Linked DNA regions of Danio rerio: region 2 is linked to region 1. Evidence: chromatin contacts called from public Micro-C data. All regions are on one chromosome and are shown on one strand. Each heading gives the region's core, a stretch centred on a gene start, on an enhancer-like site or on the middle of the called end of the contact. The rest is flanking DNA. Distances are from core to core; before and after follow the strand shown. Region 1 has its middle 59 kb from the start of xkr9. Region 2 has its middle 36 kb from the start of msc.

Region 1 (5,512 bases), core at 1,087-3,586:
TTTTCGAATTACACTATATTACAGGACTTGAGTAACTCTGTTGTGGTAATTATAGATGCTACTATCTATGAAAAAAAAAAAAAAATCCCAATACACACTGTAAAACCCAACAGTCGACTTTATAAAATGAAACGAGTGTATAGTTAACTCAAAATTTACTGAAAGTTATATCTACTCATTTGAAAAGAGTTTTGAACTCTGTGTTGAAGTTAATGAGTTAATTAAATACCTCATTACTTTAACTTAAATGCAGTAAGTTCACAGTACTCATAGTTTTTTTTGTAGCAATCGGTTTCTTCAAATGGTTTGAGTTACCTTAACTTAATGGGTTTTACAGTGCTTACTGGGTTTGATTTCTCTTCATTTGTTGGGTTTTACTGTGATCAAATTGCTTAGTTTACTCAAATAGATTAAGTTCACAGTGCTCATTAGGATTTGTTTTTAACTTAAATTGTTGCTATCGATTTCCTCAAATTATTTGAGTTACCTTAACCGATTAGATTTTACAGTGCAAAGTTTCTACAATTACACGGGTAGATACACTATAATACAACACATTTAAATTGTAAAAATGAAAGTACAGTGTTTAATAAGGTTTATTAGTTCATAAAAGTTAATACATTATGTTGTTGCATTTAGGCCTATTAAAAAATATTTGTAAATACTATCATACATGCAGACTAATACAAATATGGTTTAGAAACACTAACATTTCCTATGAATTACTACAGCATTTTATTTTTCATATAGATTTGATTTTAGAAAACTCATTTATGTCTCTGATCCCATTAAATGTCATGCTCTAAGGTCACTCTGAATTTATTTATTTATTTTTTAAACATAAATTATATGCTTGGAAATAGTCTCTAAGTAGGCTGCTAGGTAGTTTTTAAGACACAGTCGACATGTAGGTATTTCCCACTCTCATCCAGAAGATGTCAGTGAATCTTCATGAAACTGATCCTAAACCTAAGGCTAGGAGTCCTCTTTGTTTTTTTAAGGACAGTGCAATGCGACCCGGCTTCATTATCATAATAACTTCTCTTCAGTAATTAGACCTACTGCTTTGTTGACGTTAGAAGTTCTTTAGAATCTATTTTATCAATCAATAAATCATAAACATGTCAATGAAAAACTAAATCACAGAACATTATTTAAATCATTAAAAAAATGATAATAATATCATTAAATATTCGCTCGCTTACACAAACAAGTGCGGGGTTGTATTAACCCAGCGGTGGGTTATTATGGAGGTTTGGTTAGTAGGCCTACTTAGAAAAAAATTAATAATAATAATAATTTTTCAACCCAACTGTTGGGTTTGTATTTGTGTTTACATTAGAGTCTGCAGTTCCAAAGATATTGAAAAAGAAAAAGTTTGATTTTAAAATTAATTAATTCCTTTTCCTTGGGCTTAGTCCTTTTATTCAACAGCGGTTGCCACAGCAGAATGAACCACCAACTTATCCAGCATATGTTTTACACAGCGGATGCTCTTCCAGTCGCAATTCAGTCCTAGACAATGATTTTAAAATCACTGGCAAATTTAATGGTGTTTAAACAAATAGTTTTTAACAGTAATCTGTCGGTTCTTAAAAATATATTAAATATCTCAATTATTGGACTATAGATAACATGTAAATACGTGTTTCTTTCTTTCGGTTTCTTTAAAAAATGTGCAATACAACAGGAAAATATAATTTCGTTTAAGAATGCATTTATGCGAATAATTTAATAATTTAACAATTAATTAAATAGTAATAGCTTACATATATTTGCAATAATCGCTCCCGTTTACAGTACATATCTCGCTACATGATTACTTTTTTATTTAAATACATATACACATATGGTGTTGTCTAAAACATTTTTGAATGCGTCAATAGGCCTACCGCAGAAAATAAAATTTTTCATCTTACAATAACTTTGCACATCCGTGACTGTGGGCACACCAGCTAAACACATGCACTGTCACTGTACACAAAAATGTAAAAAAAAAAAATAAAATAAAAATACGAAAATGCTTGTTTGAATATAAGATCAGATTCTAGAATTTTTTTTTCATAGAATGTATTCTGCTTTGATGTAGCCTAGATTTTACTTGTATTTATTTGCTGAGTTATATTAGAACTACTGGTCACATTCATTCTAAATGAGTGCATTGCAATTAGGCTACTGATCTTTAAATCACATGTCCATGTCCTACACATGTCGCCTATAATAAACGCTGCTTCGTCGTGTGTCTCTTTTCCCTGTTGGAGCAGAAATATAGGGGTTATATGACAGGGAAGTGGTTCGTACGGGGTTATATGACAGGGAAGTGGTTTTTTGTGGTCTGGAGGCCGCGCGGCTCGTCATGTCACCGCCACACACTGTGCGCGCGCCGCATGTGCCACAACTTCACTGTGAGAGCGGCGCGAGCACTACTGCGTCTGTAAAGAGAAGATTGAATTTCTATAAACATGATGGCGCTTAGTTTAAATTTCCCTCGTAAAACAATGTACATTTCTCAGAAATAAAGCGTTTAATGAAAACACAAATGTCCGACACTTCAATCCAAAATAAATAGGTTTGGATGAAACAATGTGTATTAAAACATAATATCATGGTTATTATTATTATTATTATTATTAATATTATTATTAATAAATTATCTGTACATTTTTAGCTTCTTTGTTTTAGCCTTTAGTAGCTAATTGCTTAGTGCTATAAGATAATACATTAGTTGCTTTTCCACACTGTAAAAAAATATATGATAAATTATTTATGACGGTATGTTTTAATTAGTGCTTATTAAACTAAGTTAATTATATTCTAACTTAATTTTATAGGTTACACAAGGTGTTTTAGACCAGTTTAACAAAATGTAAGTTCAATGGACTCATAAGGTTATTTGATTCAACTTAAAAATTTAAGGCAACCATGATTTTTTTTTTTTTTTACAGTGCATGTGCCAATTTCACTTGTTCGGGTTTTACTGTAACTGTAAGTGTACGCTGTATATATTGTAATGCTTGCGTAGCGTCAAATACCCTGTTAATACAGACTAGGTTTAATATTTCCCTCCTTAGGAAGGCGGCAAAGTATTATTTATTTATTTATTTAAAATATTTTTTTTGTGAATTTATAAATGACCAAACAAGTATACTAAACCATGTTATTTATTATTTTGCAAGCTTTTTCTTTAGCCACAATAATTAGAAGATTGACAAACGTCAGTATAGACTAACTGCTTCAGTGTAAGTAGGCTGCTCTTATAAAATATAATAATAATAATAATAATAATAATAATAATAATAATAATAAACAATAGTGATATCAAGCTGTATTGAAGAAAAACGCGCTCATTCCTTCAGATCATTACTTTAAATAAATAAAAACACAAATTCCTGCACATTTTTAAAAACATTTAACCTTATTTATAATTCCGACTAAATATACAGGTATTTAACATCCTACTAATGTTTCATCAGTGAATTCTCGTTTAACTGAGTTGCAGGAGAAGATCTCACCTGCTGCTCGACCCGGATGAGACGGACCATTGCTCATATGCTCATATTTAATGATTTTCACAGAACTCTTGGAGCATGACAGCCGGCCGAACCAAAAAAAAAAAAAAAAAAAAAATCTACCCTCACTTCCACCACAAACCAAATCAATCAAAAAGGGATATTAAAGACTATGCGTCCTGGTCCTAGTGTTTGTATAAGCTTGATTTTCACAACTGGAAATTGATAGCCATCTGCTCAGGCAGGCTGGAGGGATATCGAGTGCTAGCAGGTAACTGACAGCTATTAAAACCTCAGTCTGCTTCGTGACTAAACCAGTCACACTCATTAAAAGAAGAACCGGACAGGGAAGAGGAACTTCAGTCAGCAAAAACTCGCCGATAGAAGGAGCGGCGGCGTGATGAAGATTGACAGGTGTCAGTCAGTCACGAGGACGCGTCTCACTCTGAAGGTTTAGGTTAGCTTTGCCTCATTTGTGCCTCTTTAAAAATCCCTATCATCAAAAGGTAAGGGTGACCCGGCAACGACATGTTTGACCCCATCAACGGCTCCGTCTGAGCCTCATCTGTCAATTCAGCAATGCTAACTCCTATTTTCATCACGCGCAAAGCTTGAAATTACAGGAAAGAGGGGAAGCTTCCCACGTCAAGTTCAATTACGCAAAGTCTTTCCCATCCAGCTTCATTGTTTATTTTAAACAAAGAGTTCAAGAATCGATGATTTTTAGTTATTTATTGTGTCATATAGGCTACATATACTGAAAAAGAAACAATAGGCCTATAGGTGTAGGGTACTACTGCTAGACATTTTACAAAAAACAATCAAAATAGAACTAAAAAGCAATTGAAAAGAAACGTCAAATCTGCCTAAAACGTAGAATCTTTCTTAAGATTGAAATAGTATTTCTAACATATCTTAACACAAGCAATATTACATGCACAACTGTATTATAAATGTTTTTACAGTTTTCCTCTAAAGACTGAAATAGTAAGCATTTTAGTAAAACTAAATAGGTATACTTTAATTATTTGCAAACAACTTTAATAATGCACAATAAATAGCACAATATTTACACTTTTTATATTTGTAAGGCTATATGCTTTTAAATTCATATTTATTTAAAATGGAAATATAATATTATATGTGTGCATATACATTAGATTAGTCAGTAGTGAAGCCAAATCTGGAGCTTATCTAACAAAATAACAGTCCAAAAACAAGTACACCCAAATTTATGTGTTATATTAAAATATTAAATACAAATTTAAAAAAGAGGAAAAATCAAGAGAAGCAATAGTAATAATAATAAATAAATAAATAAATAAATAAATAAATAAATAAATAAATAAATAAATAAATAAATACATATATAAGTAAAAATTTGTTTAAATTTTGTAGGTTGGAATTTTTTTTCAACATTTAGCTTGAATTTAATTGTATTATCTTTCAATTTCTGAATATGTTTGCTGATTAAACTATTATTTTAAAAATATATCTGTTTAATAAACCAGTTTTATTTAAATTCACTAAAATAGATTACCTATATTCACTGGGAAATGAATAAAATTATTTATTTTCAAAGTGGGGTGTACTTAATTATGCTGGGCACTGTATGTATACATATACATATACACATACATACATACACACACACACACACACACATATATATATATATATATATATATATATATATATATACACACACACACACACACACACACACACACACACACACACACACACACACACACACACACACACACACACGTATACATATGTGTGAGTCTGTCCGTGTGCATACACGCACAATATATAAGCTGAATCAACATAGGCTTATTCAGAACATCTGTGTAACATTTAGTGCTTGTAGAAACATATCCAGATGCCACTGTAATTACTCTCGCTTGTACGTTAATGCTTGTACTTTTCAAGGCACTAAAAACTTTGCCATAATGTTGACCAAACACAAATTTAAGTGTTCAGTTTCTTTAGTTGCTAAA
Region 2 (5,512 bases), core at 1,271-3,770, 400 kb after region 1:
GCATCTATTTAAAAGAACTGGAAAGTTACTATTCAGAGTAGCCTATTTTGACAGGTATACAGGAAATTAAGTATCCTGACAACTTAATCCATAAATTTGGTAAATAATTATATATAAATGAAACGGATACTTTAAGCAAAAATGAAAATGATAATTTACTCACCCTCATGTTTTCTTAAGCTTGTATGAAATTCTTTCCTTCTGTGGAACAAAAGAGTACATTTTTATTAGTTAAGGTAATATGAATGATGGGTGAATACATTCCTGGATAAAACATTTAACACACATTAAAATCTCATCTGAAATATTTGGAACACTTTATGTAAAACAGTATTTTATCATTTGGGAACCAATTGAATTATCGATGGGTGTTGCTAACTAAATGAAAAAGATTGGCAAATGGACAAAGGCAGGATTAACCAGTAGCCCTGCCTAAAAGGCATGCCATATGACCAGAATTTAGGAAAACTTGTTTAAAGCAGGGGGGGTGAAGGTTGTGGTATTTTATAACAGATTATAGAGAGGAAAATAATTATTTTACAAAATAAAATTGCACAGATACATCATTTATAACAAGCACTACTATTTACATAAAAATAAGAATTTAACATGCGATGGAATGTAAATTTTATGTCTTTTTTTTACTACTTTTGTACATAGTTTATAAATAATTTTGTAGATGTAGAGTAGTAAAAAAATAACTTTTTTGAATTGTTTATATAAAATTTCTTGTTCTTGGTCTGACCAAAGTTGCTTGAACACAACAACAACAACAAAAAAGATAATAAATAAAAAAATAATAATAAAATTTTTAAAAATCCTGGGATTAGTTTACTCCTGTTTGCTCCCTATATTGTTTCAATAGTTGATCATTGGTCCATTGTAAGAACACTTGTGTCATAATGCGGTGTCAGATTTTCTCAATAGTGACTAGCAATTTTGTCATAGTCTTTAACTTCGTGGTTCAATACACATTAAGTAAAGCATATGACCAACTAACTACACATGACTGACAGAGTAATTAATCAACTATTTGTTTTAGTTAGAAGTTAGAATAAAATTAAAATGATCAAATACACTTCATTACCTATATCTCTTTTATTAAAGGCCCTGTTTTAATTTGTCAGTTTGTTAGATCTTAATTGATGAGTTGTCTTAATTCCGCCTAAATTCTTTCTTGATATTGCTACTAATGGTAAAATACTTAATTTAAAGGCTATTTACAGAAATAGATAACCTAAAATGAAAATTTGATTATTTACTCATTTACTCAGTTAACTAGTTTCAGACCTTTGATAACTTGATCTTTGATGACAAAAAATTATTATCTGAAAAATATTGGATGCCTGAGTCACACTTTATTTTGATGGTCCATTTGTTGATTTAAGTTACATCGCATCTACATACCAACTAATTCTCATTAGATAAGTAGACTGTTAGGTTGGGCTTAGGGTTTGTGTAAGTTGACGTGTTTGAAAAGTTTTTTTTTTTTTTTTTTATAGTCAGTTAAATGTCAGTATCAACAGATATTAAGCAGACAGTCTACTAATACTTAAACAGACCATCAAAACAGTGTTACTGATACCTGTAACCTTTAACTTCTACAGTATGTTTTTCCTTCTATGAAAGTCAGTGGTTATGGGTTTTTAGCTTCCTTCAAGACCTTTATTAAAGAAAAGAAATAAGATAATATAGGTTTATAACCACTTGAGGGTGAGAAAATAGTAAGTAAATCTTAATTTTGAGTAAACTAAGTGGCCACAGTAGAAACTCCTAATTGTTTGTGGTGTGGTAATATCAAGACAAACTTTTTTTTTTCAAACAAAATTATTCCTCATTCTTAAATATGATTTTATTTTTTAGTATTCTTAGAATGATTATATCAATTTTAGTTTACAGTTGAGGCAAAACTGCAATCCAAAAAGGCATTCTCAAATCAATTCTGTCAGCGGTTAACATTGTGTACAGGTACTGTTTGTCCATAGCATTGATATAATAGTTTTGTTTTGCGATACTTCAGTGTTGTGAAAACTGACACTTAGAGCATTTTCACAGGTGGCATTATTCCCAAACACACCTTAGCCCTGGAGACTAGTGAAATGTGTGGCGTTGTGAACAACAATGGCCTTTAGGAGCTCGCCTAAACCCTTTTGTTCCGTCCACAATAGCAGTGGCTCCCACCCTTTTCTTGTAAACAGCTAGCAGTGAATAACGCATACCTTGCAGGCAAATATCAGTATCCAAAATCAGGCCACCATAAGAAAATGCTCACAAATGCTGCCAACGCCACCCCTGGAACTCTGAAATAATAATTGCGAGGAGAGAAAGACAGGAGCGAGCGGGCAAGAAATCAATAGGAAGTGAGGGCAATATCTGATGAAATGTTTTCTTGTCAATGCTCAACCTCATCACCCCTCCCTCCGCTGCTTTGACCTTCCTCTCGGAGCACATCCAGCCACAAAGAGGCTCCATTCTCTGGAGAGAAGAGCGCCTTGCTCTTGTGCGGAAACTCTATCACCTGCCTAAAAGAAAACTGTGTCATCTCCCCCCGTCCCAGCAGGAAGTCTCCAGCCAAGCACATCGCACACCCTGTAATATTCGCAGTGACCTTCAGCGCACCACCAAACTTTCTCACAGTCTGCCATGTTTCGTGACGCTCCGTATCGGACGGAGTTGTGGATTACACTGAGCTCAGGGAAGTGACTTGGCACTCCGAACAGAAAGTCATCTTCAGAGGCAGTGTGTGGCAAGGGGCTTATTGTTTGCCAGTGTAAACATGCAACGTTGTATTATATAAAGCTCTGATATGCTCGTTTCTGATTGGTCAGTCATGCTGGTGGTGTAATATTTTGAAACATTTTGCTGCACTGCATGTATACTAAATATGCATTATATAAATTATTATTAAGATATTATTTTATATAAATTATTAAATTATCAAATTGTATATATTGTATATAATATATTATGTGTTGTTTTTATTAAGGTTACATTATATATTATTATAATATTGTGATAGCCTTACATGTCTAACAAGTACAATATGAAAGTTATAGGCATTCATTTATTCCACAGTTACCTGAACTCAGAAAATTTAAACATTAAACTTTGTAAATCACTTATTTATGCAAATTAGTTTTTTTTTTTTTTTTTCATAAATGGGAACTAATTTGCATGCTTCCAGAACAGAAATTGGATCATTGCATAGACCTTGGAACAAAATTCTGGTTTTCATTTTGTTGGCAAGAAGGATTTGGAAAATTACCATTTAATACAAGAAAAAAAAATAATCATAATAAGTATCTGGCAACAAAATATCTAAATCAGACAAACGATAAAAGTCCTCTGTAAACACATTCAGAATGGATATGAATAAAGCTGTGGAATTTGTTTTATTTAAATGTTATTCTAGTAGAGAGGTATTCTCTAAAAAAAATTACAAATGCTATCCATTTAAAATAAATACAAATTGTGTATTTTGAACTTATTTCGGCACTTCAGTGATTTGTTGTACAAATTATTTTGCTTTTTTTAGGCTACACTTTGTTTAGATGGTCTATTTGAGTATTAGTGGACGGTCTGCTTAATATCTGTTGATACTGCTCCTTCAACAGACATTTAACTGACTATAAGAAATTTTGCAAGAACATGTCAATGTACACTAACCCTAACCCTTTATTTTTAATAAAATAAGAATTAGTTGGTATGTAGATGCAATGTAACAAATTCAACAAGCAGACCGTCTAAATAAAGTGTGACCTTTTTTTATGATTTATTTTATCACTATATAGCTAACGACATAAGATTGTATGACCTGCTTGCTTTGAATGAAACTAAAATAATGCAGATGTTAAACTGATAATCAACATAACAGGCCCTGTTTAACATTTTCTTATTCCTTGGTGTTGACTGAATGGATATTAGATAACAAATAAAATTTGTCTTCCAAGTCTTCCATAAGCTCAAAGATCTTGGCCTGCCATGGGTTTGCAGTAAGTGCTTTTGGTTAAACTACAAAGAAACCTTCAGTGAACTGTGCTGTTTGGCTTTGGACCCGCAGTTCCTTCCTGTTCATGGAAATTTTGTCTCTGAAATGTGCTTTCAGTACACAAAAATTTGGACTTCCTCATGGGCAAATGGCCAAATCATGGCTCTATATTAATGAAAATGTGTTCCACCTGAGAAACGGAAAGCTAAACTAAAGAATATTTGAAGAATTCAATTAATTCAAACCACTGGATGTTGTTCCTCATAGCATAAACTACAGACAGCGGTTGGCTAAATTTAGAGATTACAGAAATAACTTTAGCATTATTCAGTGTTAATCAGAAAAACGCCAAGGTTCAAATAAAACACTAACACAGTCCTGTAAGAGAGTCCTGGGTTTGTGGTGTATTGTGGATCAACACTGACATCTGCTGGCTGTGTGTAAAACTGTTAAAACCGAGACTAAAATCCAACTATTAAAGGGACATTTTGGTGACACAATATGCTACCCAAAAGATTTTGATACCAGTGTAAATTTTAATGTGGAGTAATGCGATTCGAAGATGTAATTGTCTTAACTTACCTAATCCCTAACCAAGAACAATTTAAAGTCATTGTTATGCATAACCTGATGGGTAGGATAACGTCAATACACCCGGCTGGGCAATTAGCATTTCTGTGTGAAGTTTGCACGTTTCCCCATTTTCGAGTGTTTAGGACTCTGGTTTCCCCCACAGTCCAAAGAGATGCTCTATTAATTCCACTCTGGTTACCCCTGATAAATAATGGACTAAGCCTAAGGAGAATTAATTAATAAATTAATGCTGTATCATCAACTTCCTTGGTTCTTGGTTTTCCTACTATGAAACAGTATTTAGCTTTCTTCAAATTATACTTTTTTTTAACAGAATAAATAAAATCATGGTATAGAACCACTAATGAGAGTGAATAGAGAGTAAATCTTTTTTTGTGTGTGTAAACTATCCTCAAACCTTTAACGTATGACTAGAAAAAAGTACTATGGAAGTCAGTTGTTCCAGCTTTTAAGCCTTTTTTATTTTTCTCAAAATATCTTTTCTGTTCACCAGAAGAAAGCCTGACAAGTTTGGAACAAGAAAAGGATGAGTAAATGGTGAAGTTATTATGTCTATTTTTTTTATATATTACTGCCAGAGATAGATAGATAGATAGATAGATAGATAGATAGATAGATAGATAGATAGATAGATAGATAGATAGATAGATAGATAGATAGATAGATAGATAGATAGATAGATAGATAGATAGATAGATAGATAGATAGATAGATAGATAGATAGATAGATAGATAGGAGAAAATTGTACATTTAAACTATTTACTGACGCCTCCTGGAGGTCATTGCTTAAGAACGAATGGTCCACGTCTTAAAAGCTATGTCACTAGGGCTGTTGTTGTTTTCCGACGCCTTTTTATTTCTATGCTTTTAAAATGTAATTTTTGGTAGGCCTGCGATGAATTAAGCTTTAAACACTTCCTTTAGGCTTC

Evidence for each region. A called contact is a pair of places that touch in the nucleus more often than the background predicts.
Region 2: a contact with region 1 is called in a Micro-C map of caudal fin, with 9 times the contacts expected there. The contact joins two enhancer-like sites. A contact is called at or near these places in 3 of 18 Hi-C or Micro-C datasets (caudal fin, embryo and hematopoietic stem cells) and 1 of 4 datasets of contacts at active chromatin or transcription factors (caudal fin).

What each region holds. Positions count from the first base shown.
Region 1 is chr24:15,614,980-15,620,491 of GRCz12tu, reverse strand. No RefSeq gene overlaps it. Among named protein-coding and RNA genes, the nearest start is that of xkr9, 59 kb to the left of the region's middle. Within about 2 kb of position 2,336, at least 4 of the 62 cell types and tissues checked have an H3K27ac peak or open chromatin away from gene starts, as enhancers often do.
Region 2 is chr24:15,215,204-15,220,715 of GRCz12tu, reverse strand. It overlaps a transcript of eya1 not described here. Among named protein-coding and RNA genes, the nearest start is that of msc, 36 kb to the right of the region's middle. Within about 2 kb of position 2,520, at least 12 of the 62 cell types and tissues checked have an H3K27ac peak or open chromatin away from gene starts, as enhancers often do.